2 separate regions of the Bos taurus genome follow, and region 2 is linked to region 1. The links are chromatin contacts, called in public Hi-C maps. All regions are on one chromosome and are shown on one strand. Each heading gives the region's core, a stretch centred on a gene start, on an enhancer-like site or on the middle of the called end of the contact. The rest is flanking DNA. Distances are from core to core; before and after follow the strand shown.

Region 1 (6,285 bases), core at 1,743-4,242:
TAAATCTGGCATGACATTTAAGAATGCTAGAACTTTCAAATAAAGTTTTAACTCAGGATTATTTCAGAATGATTCAAAATATCAAAGGAAAACCATTTCACTGTTTTCCATTACTAACATGGAGATTGAGTATACCAATACTCTGTATTTTTACTTTAGATAAATGTATCTATTCAGATGTCTTTTAATATTAATGTTTGGGATATTTATAATTTGTAAATTCTAGATGCTCCTGAATCTTTTTGGAAATATATCCCAGATTAAGCAAGTCACAACACTCAGTTAACTGAATTAACTAACTGTTAATTGCAAATGATTGGGATTTAGGATGAGAGCATCATTAATGCTCTAATATTTAATCTACCGTGGTATACACCTTGATTGCAAAAACACCATCACTTATATTTTGGATAAGTGAATACAGAGAAAAATGTGTTACTGTGGCTTTGACATAAATAAGAATTTCTTTATGTGACAGTAAAAATATAGGACTAATACATGGGTCATAAGAGGTTTCATATTAGACTTCTACCTTGAAATCAGTTCCCACTTTTGAAAGTAAAAGCCAATATCGTATACTTAGTACTTAAAAGTCAATGATAATTCAAGAGAATTTTTTTTTAATGAGAAAAAAAGCTAATACTACATTAGGTAACTTTGATTTTAAAAGCAGTGCATTAATAGGAAAAAGAAATGTGATTCCAAGGGATCACTTTAAGTTGCTCATGAAAATATCCTTTAAAGTTTCTTTTGGTAAACACTTGAGAAGGTGTATTTGGGAAGAGAGAAATTTAAATGACTGTACATATAGACAGTCTATATATATATATATATAATAGCCTATATTCACATTTGACCTCCATTCCTGTGTTCAGCACAGTGATGAATAAGAATTTCAGAAACTTCTGACAGTAAATATATAGTCTTTGTTTTTCAGGAGCTTTAAATAAAATTAAGAAAAAAGTTAGCTATGTGATGTAGTATGAATAAAAAGGAATGAGCTAATAAGTAGTTGAACTTTTTAGAAATGTTAAAAATGTTTTTTAAATGAACTTTTTAAACATAATATATCCATTTGCAAAGTATTAGGGTTGGCATCATTTCAGCTGGTTTGCCCAATATTTGTATAGTCACTCTGTAGTATACTTTTCCACTCAAAATACTCAGAGTATCACAATGTTTGTTACCAGTACATACATATACACTTTGTATTTGCATTGGGCTTTGTAATTGACAAATACTTCTCCCTACATTCTATACCAAGTAGATAGCCAGTCCTGATCATCTCCATTAACCAAATTGTAATCAGTATGTTTTAAGTATATGAAATTAGGTTAAATATTCATAAATTGTATTTAGATCACAATAGTCAAACTTAAAGCAGTGGAACATTTTTAAATGAGACTATAATCTGTGACCCCAAAATGTAGCACAAAAGGTGAGCCTACACTCATTGAAGAAGTTCCAGCCCTGACTCCTGAATACAAATCCACAGAAGGAAGTCTTAGGAATTTGATGAATAGCTTAAAAATTCTTGATTTAAATTATCTGAATAGTGAATGCATAAACGTGGAGTTTTCATTTTAGGATCTTTTTCCTTTCATCAACTCCTTTTCTCCTACATATCAAAAGGTCACAGTCCTTAGGCTTAAATGACGCTGTGGAAAGTCCAACTCCTAATGTTATCAGGTCTCTGCAACGAGAGGAGTGCAGCAGCATAGAAGTTGTTCCTTTGCTCCCTCAACCTTCAGGCCAAGATAATTCCATGTAAAATTCTTTTCCACTTTAAACCAGTAGTCGGTACCAATAGGTTGCTTGTTTTAACTTGACAAACAGATAGGGAGACAGTGATACAGGCTTTTACTTGAGGAAAAGAAATTCTATAACATATGTTGGGATGTGTGTGTTAACATATAAAATTTCATGAATGGATTTAATCATGTAATTTGAAGGAAGATCACTTCCTGAACCCAGAGAAAACATCTGGTACCCCTGGGTAGGTGCACAGTGAAGCAAGAACAGTAGCTCCAGTTTGACATTACCCCAATATTGGCTGGCACCTTCGTTTTAATCAATGATTTTGTTCCTCAACACAATTTGGCCTTTAGGTCTAGGGATGATCATTATGTTAAGAAACTCCATGTCATCCCATTGTGTTCCCAGGAACACAAAGCTAAAAACTAGTCCATGTACATTTTAGCCTGCTCCTTTTAAACAGAAGACAGCTGATGTTGCTGTTCAGGCTCCTGAAAGTTTATACACGATGTTAAGCCCCAATAAAGAAGTCACCGTGCTGCCAGTGATAACTCCCCTTAACTCAGGAGATGGTTCTTTATTCTTAATAAACTTTACTGCCCTTTATAATGAAAGATGAAACACTAAAACTGGTTCTGAAAATGCTTATTAGGACAGATGAGGCAATTAAATAATTTATACCACAGACTAAAGTATGCTTAGAGCATAAAGACTTGATTTTAACAACACAGAAACTCACGCCTCTCCAAACTGGCATTTCAGCAACGCGTTCAAGATAGATTGAGTATAATCTATCTCAATCCCTAGCGGAAGCAATCGGGGTGCACATAAAAACGTGGGGGGCTACCTTCTGATCACAAAAAGCACCCACAAAGTTTAAACCATGACATGATTAAGTCAAAAAGAACGGAAAGGTATATGCCGAAGACAGAATTTACAGGACGAGAGCTTCCTAGAGAACGCCTCGCCGGGCTCCGGGCACCAAGTCCCACCCGCAACACTACAATTCCGGTCTAGGCTCGAGGAGCTCCACCACAGCAGCGCGAAAGTTTCGTGTCTGCGCAGTAGGCTTGCTAGGGGCCGCGTGAGAAAGGTGGGACATTTCTGCCTCGTGCGTCATCTCTAGTGCGACTCAATACGTCACTGGCTTGACCGGGAAGGTCAATTGTGGCCACCCGCGAACTCACGCCCACTTTACGCCGGGGTTGCCGGCGCATGCGCGTAGCGGCCTAGGCGGAGCGGTGCGAGCGCGCGTGGTCTGTGAGGCCGGCGTTTCGGACCCAACTCTGGCGCGGAGATGCTGTGCCGGCTCAGCGTTAGGTGGCTGCGGCCCCGGCCTGCCCTGCAGGTCCGTGTCCTGGACCCATTGCTCGCACGGGCCCCAGCAGGCGGCGCCAAGAGCTCTGCTCTGCCAGTGTGGGCGGTGGCATCGGTCTCCGCAGTTGGCCTGAGCGGCGCGGGAGGCTGGTACGAGGCCTTGGCTACCTCGGCGCCGGTGCAGGGCGCAGAGGACGTGCTGCTCTTCGCCCACACCGCCTCGGGCCTGCCCTGGTGGGGCAGCATTCTCCTCACCACCGTGGTCCTGCGCGGGGCCGTCACACTACCCCTGGCTGCCTACCAGCACTACATCCTGGCCAAGGTGAGGGGTGCCGAGCCGCGCGTGGACCGTGTGTACCCACTTCCGTGGTGAGGAGGGTCAAAGTCTCACCTGGGGCTTAAGATCCCCAGATACTTCCGGAGTACTTACTGTTAATCATCAGCACCTCTAAGGCAGTAAGCTTACAAAAAGGAATTAACACAGGCAGAAGTAAATGCAGATTCTCTTATGGCTCTGTAGCTACAAAGAGCATATTAAAGACACTTAATAGACTACCGTTTCTTCAGTTTATATTACTGGAAAACCCACGGATTGAAACATTAAAAGTGTGGAGTGTAGGGCTTATTTAATCCTTAAAATAACCCTGTGAAGTAGGTGCTGTTATACATTTTATATAAGAGGGAACAAGACTTTAGAGGTTGAATAATTTGCCCAACATCACACTGCTAAGTGTATAAGTTGGAATTTTAATTTGATTGCAATTGAGGATATCATAAATTAACATCTTGTGAGAAATCTTCGAGTTTCTTGACACAACCAGTAAACCACATGTTTTTAAATGAGTTTAGGGAATAGAGAGTAAACTTATGAATGGTTATGAATACAGATCTTTAATGTGCTCATAACAAAGTCTACTTTTTCTTTAGCTAGGTGGAAAATTTGCAGCCAGAAATAAAAAACATTGCACGACATCTTAACCAAGAAGTTGCAGTTCGTGCACATCAGTTGGGATGGTCCAAGAGAGTTGCCAGGTAAGCTAATTCTCTGCATATAAGACCATGAAAAAAATATGTATGTATGTATGTCTTTATTACAGGAGAAGGCAATGTCACCCCACTCCAGTACTCTTGCCTGGAAAATCCCATGGACGGAGGAGCCTGGTAGGCTGCAGTCCATGAGGTTGCTAAGAGTCTGACACGACTGAGCAACTTCACTTTCACTTTTCACTTTCATGCATTGGAGAAGGAAATGGCAATCCACTCCAGTGTTCTTGCCTGGAGAATCCCAGAGACAGAAGAGCCTGGTAGGAGGCCATCTATGGGGTCGCAAAGAGTCGGACACGACTGAAGCTACTTAGCAGCAGCAGCAGCAGCAGCATGTCTTTTTTACAGGGTGTGGTATTCTGTAGCTTTAGCAGCAAAGTTGTTCTTTTTACTTTTTAATATTTTAAAAAGTTTTTGTGGCGTGATAGGTTTATATACTGGACTGAAAGCAAAAAAAGAGACAAAGCAGAGTTCCTTGATCTTAAAGGACTCCAGACTACTGAAAAAGACAGATGTGTAAACAAATAATGACTGGATTAAGTAACTAAAAAAGATTATGTACAAGGAGTTAGGTCATCATGGAAAGTTAGGGAAGGCTTCACAGGATACAGATACTGTGCCACTTTGTTGAGATTTTAGTCAACAAAAGATACAAGTTATTTACAAACTTAACCTTTTGACAGCATAGAGCAGGTAGCTGCCCAAAAGAATGAGGAGACAGAAAATATAAATGCCATGGTAAAAGCAACTGGGTAGGCCAGGAGTTGTTACTCTGCTGTAGTTATCCTGTGTTGCTGTCTCCCTGAGCTCTTTGAGAGCCCTTGCCTAAGGGTGCTTGACCATGTTGTAGTTCCATGTGGGCAGCCATCCACTAAGAATTTTTGTGAGATGCTGACAAAGTGTTCAGCATCTCACAGCAATGAGAAAAATAAGGGTGTTTTAGTATGAATATGTAATGTGTATATATATGGGTATATGTGTGTATTAGTCAGTCATGTCCAACTCTTTATGACCCCAGAGACTCTAGCCTGCCAGGCTCCTCTGTCTCTGGAATTCTCCAGGTAAGAATACTGGAGTGGATTGCCAGTTCCTTCTCCAGGGTATCTTCCCCACCCAGGGATCACACCCAAGTCTCCCACATTACAGGCAGATTCTTTACCATTTGAGCCACCAGGGAAGGCCCTATCCATATATTTTTATCTATATAGGTATAAATTTGCCACCTATCTACAATATGAAATTGAGTCCCTCTTTAGTGTTAAAAAGACCTGCCATTTTAAAAAAATCATTCTTATAGCTTAATGTCTTTACTTGATAAAAAGTTGGTAAACCTATAGTTTTGAAGTTCTACTGATCAAGGAAGTCTAAGGGCTACAGCTCTAGACCAGAAGAACACATTAGTAGCTGCTCACATGGTTATAAATACAGCCTAGGTAAGACTGTGCTACCGTACTTATGCATCCCTGGCAGGATGATTGTCCGGACACATCCTTACACAGATGAATGACTTTCTAGAGGAAGACATTATCTGCGGGTTTCCTGTATTGTCAGTTTAACTGGGTTTTGAAGAATGAAAAGGAGTTTGTCAGGTGAACAAACAGCCAGGAAAGTGGACAGTCTTCAAAGATGATGTAATAACTTCCAGGGCATGCTGATGTGAAAGTCTGAGTTGTTGGATGACCCAGGTCATTCAAGGGACAAGAAAAAGAGTAACAGGAAATAATGTTGAAAGAGTGGGCGAAGACTGAATTACAAGGAGCCTGGAATGTCTCTGTGTACTGTCTTAATTCAGTGCATTATAATTTGATTAAATTCTGCAAACCTATTGAAAACCTACCTTGTACAAAACATGCCACAAGAGATTTAAAGATGAAGACCCATCCAATATTGTAGTCTAGCAAGTGGGACGTAAGAACAGGAGTTGAAAACAGCAACAAAAACAACAGAGGAGTAACTAATATGGTTAACAGAGAAGCAGTAAGAAAATCTTTATGAAAGAGTTGATTGAAGAATGGAGATTGTTTAGACAGGTCAGGAGCATACATGGTACAAAACCACATTGCTCTGAAAGGTATGTTCAGGGATCAGGTGATTGAATTTGGCTGGAGTGGAGAAATTTGAGTAAAATGTGCTTTAACCTCTAGTATTTCTGATTCAAATTTTGGTCAT
Region 2 (6,038 bases), core at 337-2,836, 170 kb before region 1:
AACACTTATTTCACTGCAAAGCCCCTGGAAGCAGAGACTTAGATTTTAGAAACTATGCACATAGTAGGCACATGATGAATTTTTTCTTGAATGAATCGATTCAGTCATTGCCAATTCTGCCATAGTACTCTGCAGACTACTGGCAACTGCCCACATTTCATATGGTATGCCAATGCTAAAAAGAAAAAAAAAATGCTAAAAAAATTCAGGCACATTCAGCTAAACTTAGCAGTCTTAAAATGGCAACTATGTCAGCTGAGGCATACTTTTTATCTTGTGCCAGTACATCTGTCTTTGATATTTCCTTCATTTTCCTTATGCTGCTGTGCCCTTATTGAACCTGAAAGGGATAATTGAGTTCAATAAGCTACGCTATTATTTCAAAAGTCCTCCAAGTTCTTCAGACATCCACAAATGAACTCACAACCCCTATCACAATATTCCTTCCAAGAGATCCACAGACAAGGATGATTACTTATGATGCTTACTTCACAGAGAAGTGAAAAGCCGAGGTGATGGAGCGGAAGGACTAAATCGGGGTCATTCACTAAAACGTCTGCAAAGTCAGACACAGATCCTGCTTCCTTCTCCTGTCTTCAGCCCTTTAGAGGAAACTTTATAGAGTTGCAGTGATCTCAGACATCACCTAATCGAACTCCTTATGTTGGTTAACACAAGTGTAAACTCAGTTTCAGGAAGTCTATGATCCAAGACTCAAACTGAGGCAAAAGGGGCTCTTTCCTTTATACTACGCCAGCTCTCAAGATCCAAAGCCCTAACTCACCATTTGGCGGTGGAAAAAATGGCCAGGAACGAAACTACGTACGGCAGTCCAGAACCAGGCCCCACCTTCCGGATCAGGCTGTCCGGGCCTCCTGCTAACAAAGCGTCTGGCCCGAGCTTCCGTACCCGCTCCCACCCGGCCCGGGCTGCTCCGCTCCAGCCCTCCCGCTCAGCCGCCCGCCCCATGCACCGCAGCACCGCCCGCTCGCGAAGGCCGGAGACCCGGCCCTCTAAGTCTCACTTTCGTCTTTCGGCCACCCGCGCGCCACCACTCAGGCGACGGCTGATGGCGTCACTTGTACTTCCGCCTGCAGCTGCGTTCTAGACACCAGCGAGGAAGGAAGAAGGGAGGTCTGAAGGGCTGTGTGTGGGGGAAATAGCGAGGAAAGAGAAGCGATCCGGGTGCTAGCGGGCGCTACGGCAGTCACCGCGGCCCTCCTCTGTCCCCGCCGTACCCCCCATCGGAAGTCGCCCTAGGCACACTTCCCCCGATTCTCGGTAGTCTCCCCTCTGCTAGATCTCCGGGCACCCGGGTCTCCCTCTTCGCTTCCCCCACCCCCAGCTTGCTCCCTCACGCTCCCTCCCTCTCCCTCCCTCCCATCGTCAGGCTCCCCGCCCTTAGTATCGCGAGACGAGGTGAGAGCTGGCGGAGCGGCGGCGGCGGCGGCGGCAGTAGAGGTGACCGAGGCGGTGGCGGCGAAGGCGGCACCGAACGCTGTGTCGGCCCCGGTGCGGCCGAAGTCGCGGTAGAGCGTAGCCCCCACGCCCCTCCCCCGTCCGCGCCCTCCCTCTTTCCCCGGAGATGGAGAAGGCGACGGTTCCGGTGGCGGCGGCAGCGGCGGCGGCTGAGGGAGAAGGGAGCCCCCCGGCGGTGGCGGCGGTGGCGGGCCCCCCCGCGGCGGCGGCGGCGGCGGCGGCGGCGGCAGCCGCGGAGGTCGGCAGCAGCATTGGCGGCGGCAGCGGGGCTCGCTCGGCCTCGTCTCCTCGTGGGATGGTGCGAGTCTGCGACCTGCTCTTGAAGAAGAAGCCGCCGCAGCAGCAGCACCACAAGGCCAAGCGTAACCGGACTTGCCGACCCCCCAGCAGCAGCGAAAGCAGCAGCGACAGCGACAACAGCGGCGGCGGTGGAGGCGGCGGCGGCGGCGGAGGAGGAGGTGGCGGCGGCACCAGCAGCAACAACAGCGAGGAAGAAGAGGACGACGACGACGAGGAAGAAGAGGTTTCTGAGGCAAGGGCCTGCTTTCAAAGGAAGAAGGGAGGAAGGGAGTGTAAAGGGTCGGGGCCAAAGGTGGGAGGGGACTTGCGAGGGGACAGATTCCTGTGGGCTTGATCTGTCTTCGGGGCTAGGCTTTACACCGCTCGCTTTCTTTCCCGGGCCGAAATCGTGAGGTGTGGACATGTGGGGGAGGGTAGCTGACACGTGGGGGTGGGAGGACCGCAGAGTCCACAGAGTTGCTGCACAGCACGTTACCCTGGCATGGTTCACACGGTTAGGGGTGGAAGGAATTGGTTAGATTCACTGTGTGCACACTCGGCGGGGTCGGCCTCAGGCCAGTAGGGCCCTGTTACTCCTGGGGCGGGGGCGGGACCAAAGCGGGAGGGGTAAGATAATAGGTAGGAGAGTCTCTTGGGGAACGATTAGGAGGTTGGTAGATTTCTCCCACTAGTGAGGTGGAGGGGAGCAGTTTGAGGGGGAGGCAAGCTTGTAATGGACTGAGAGCTCAGTGTTTGTGTATGTGAGAGACACGTGAGAAGCTGTACTTTTCCATACTGTTCTGCTGCAGGTTCCCACCGCCCCTCCACCCCCCACCCCCCCCCCCATAATTGTGGCTGCTGAAGTCACCTTCACTTCCTCGATCTCTCAAAGATTTTGGATGAACGGATCTTATATCCATTTACATTGATATATGACTCAGTGGATGAAAAATGTATTTGATCCTTACATGTACATACTCATACATTTTCAAATGCTTCCTTGGTGAGGAAGAATTAAGCTAGGCCCTGTTGCTTTTCACAGAATGTGGAGCAGCCTAAGAGGCTGCTTGGGAGCCAGGCTTGGTTGTGGTGAGTTGGAATAGGAAGAAGGCCTCTTGGTCTGTCCTAGTGATCTGGTTTCATAACTGTTTATAATTTTTCCTGGGTTCACAGACAGGCGGCGTTGCAGGCCCTCATTCTTCAAAGAAGGCATTTAACCAAAAGCTCAGTAAAACATATCATACTGAGAACAAGCTAAGAGTTGGCCTTACTAGTTAGCAGGTCTTTTGTAACTCTCTTGTCTGCTTCCTGAAATGGAAGCTAGAAAATCTCGATCTGAAGAAAGAAGTTGTAACTTAAGGCAACAGAAGGAAAACCGCTTTTTAAAGGCTGATTATAAATTTAGTTATAAGAGAGAACAACTAAATTATATAAAAGTACCACTTGCCATTTATTCTCTTCCACAAATAGCTTATTTTGATACAAGGCTTATTTTGATACAATTTTTTGAAAATTGCATTATTGGAAGTTGGGTTCCCTAATTTCAAATAAAGAAATAACCTTTTGAAGAATTTGAGACTTGTCTATTAGTAGAAGAATAGATTCTCTTTTACCTCAAACTGAATGAAGTTATATCTGAAGAGATGTAATCGTTGGAAGTATGTATACCAAAAAAATGGGCACTTGCTACTATTCCTGTTTAGCCTACTGAATTCTAAGGGTAGGTTTGTATTGATAGATTTTGTATTGACCTAGTTGAATGTTTCAGAATAGTGTATAGCTCAACTTGCATATGAAACAGTGAAAAAAGGATGGAACAGGATCCTTATTTCCAGTAAAATCTGTTATGGTAGTTAGAACTCTTCAATTGCATTATTTTTACAGAGACGAGAAAACATTTTAGAAATAATCTCATCCAACCTTCTTATTTTAAAAATGAGGATAACATTTTTTTTTTTTTTTTTAGAGGCAACTGACAGTGATGGTAGCAACAAAAGTGGAAATCAAAGTTTTGTGATGATTCAGACCAGTATACTTTTCATGACAGTTTAGTCCCTGTATCCCCCTCCTGACCTCTTTCAAAAAATAGGCAGTCCGTTGCAAGCCAACACAGTCAAACAGCTTGTGCAAAATACCCATATTTTATTAAAATTTTAAATTCTCTAACAAAATGTCAAGCTCTGGTTTGGAACTTAATATCAAGTTGAGTGCAGTACTTACTGAAATATTATTTGTCTCTAAACTTTACATATCTAGATAGTTCTGTCCATTGGAATTTGGCTTAATAAGCAAAACTTAGTAATTCATTAAATCATGTAGAATAGGCTCAAGCTTATAGTGGTGTTAGTTTTGTAAGTTGGGTTTGGTTTTCCTTGGAAGATAGTGATATATGTTGACTGATCAGTTAGAGAAGTGTTTTCTTTATTTTTAATATGCTTTATTCTGTCTTCTGTCCAGCAGTATAAACAATGGGTTTGTCATTTGTTATGGAGATGAGTCAGGAAAAATAAGTGGAAGAAAGCACAACTATTAAAAATAAGTCTATATAGGTACATGATGAAGGATAAGCAAAGAGAAGTACGGTATGTCTCTGCACCTGCCTCCATCCTTGATTAGCTTTATTTATTTATCTGTACTCTATAAGCTAAATGGATGAGTTGCGCAGTGTTTTTCGTTTTACTACCATTTTATCGACATGTCAGCAGAACTTTAACTTTACAAAGCTAGGAAATCTTAATGGCTGATAGTTGTACTTAAGTCCTTTCTCTAAGTCATCCTGTTATTGCTACACGATGAAAAATATGGATTGCATCTTTGAGATTCTCCTTCAGATAAAAATCATCAAAAGGTTATGGTTTTGCAGTTATTTAACTTGAAAAAGTGGAGGGTAATATAACAAAAAATATCTATGTGTACTTTGATGAAATGCTAGCAGGATATTTTGTATATTTTCTGAAAGAGGGAACATTGGAAGGAAAGGAGATTCAATTTAAATAAAAGCTTTATTTGAATGTTTAAGAAAAAGAATCTAACTTTTTCTAAATGTTAGTGTAGGTTATTGAGAATTGGATTTTCTCTTCAGTATTTCAGAATAGGATAACCATGTTGCAGATAATTTGTGCAACTTCAGATATTCCTTTACCCACCTCCCCAATCTGATGCAAAACCTTAGATCAAAAATTGAAAATTATAATAATTCTCTCAGCTTTCAATGAGTGACTGACCAATATGGAAAATAGATGGAAATGTATTTCCTAACATAAAAACTCTGATGCACTTCTTTACTGACTAGTGGATTAAATGAATTAAATAGTTTAATTTGAATAGTGTAAGAAAAAAATACGGAAATTGCAGGAGTTGATACTCCATTTCATAAACAACATTACATTCTGTTGAACCTATTTTTAAATGTAATTGAATGGCATCAGTGTTTGCTAAAGCAGACACTGATGCCTTTAATAGCTTGCTATTAAAGGTAGAACTCATGTTCAAAAGTTAACATTTTTGTTAAAGATGCATAAAATTTAATACAGTAGGAGTTGATCAGAATTCCATCTATATTTGGTAGGTAATTTGAGGTTTTAAATTTAAGTAACAAACCTAGTGAAGCTATTTCATACAAAGGGAGCCCAGTAAATAAGTTAGGACTTAACTTATTCATTCACTTTTGAAAGGATTTGCAAGGCCAGGGAGCATCTGTTTATAGACAGACATCAAAGACCTAGGGTTGTTTCAGAAGTAGATTACGTTTCCTCAAGTTCAATTCCAAATCTTTTTTTTTGTTGTTAGTTTTTTCATAGAAAAATGCCAGGTTCCTCTGTTGTTATGGTAGAATCCCAGATTAGCCCATAGAAGCTTATCTGTTGCCCTGTTTCACCTCTTAATTGACAAAGCAGTATTTATAAATAAGATGGTAAGATCTTTGAGACAGTGGTTCTGTTATAATTAATCTTGTATCCTATTCTGCTTGAGCATAGTACTTAATAAAAATTTTTTTCAGTGAGTAACTAATAACTAAGGAAGATCCAGAATTCATTTAGGAAACCAAGAGTAGGTATAGAGTTCCTTCCTTCTTGGATCCATGGCTGTCCAATAACTGAAATTTGGATTTTAACATCGTTCAATTACTTAATTACTTCTCTTAGTAATAGTGAGCTCATAGGTATTAAGGGAAAGCCATTTAAACCAAGACATTGATTGTTGATTGCCTGATAAGTACCTAAAGATAGATTTATATTTATCAAATCGAGTACCTTAGGGAGATTTACATTTTGAAAGCA

What was found. A called contact is a pair of places that touch in the nucleus more often than the background predicts.
Region 2: a Hi-C map of liver shows a contact between it and region 1, with 3 times the contacts expected there. The contact joins the promoter of ANKRD17 here to the promoter of COX18 in region 1. A contact is called at or near these places in 3 of 11 Hi-C or Micro-C datasets (liver, skeletal muscle and an unstated tissue).

The regions. Positions count from the first base shown.
Region 1 is chr6:88,181,552-88,187,836 of ARS-UCD2.0, reverse strand. COX18 (cytochrome c oxidase assembly factor COX18) reads left to right here and starts at 2,992. Exons shown (of 3, transcript NM_001082437.2): 1 at 2,992-3,394; 2 at 4,004-4,104. The coding sequence starts at 3,053.
Region 2 is chr6:88,350,539-88,356,576 of ARS-UCD2.0, reverse strand. It overlaps ANKRD17 (ankyrin repeat domain 17), which reads left to right and starts at 1,586. Exons shown (of 34, transcript NM_001192181.2): 1 at 1,586-2,011. The coding sequence starts at 1,586.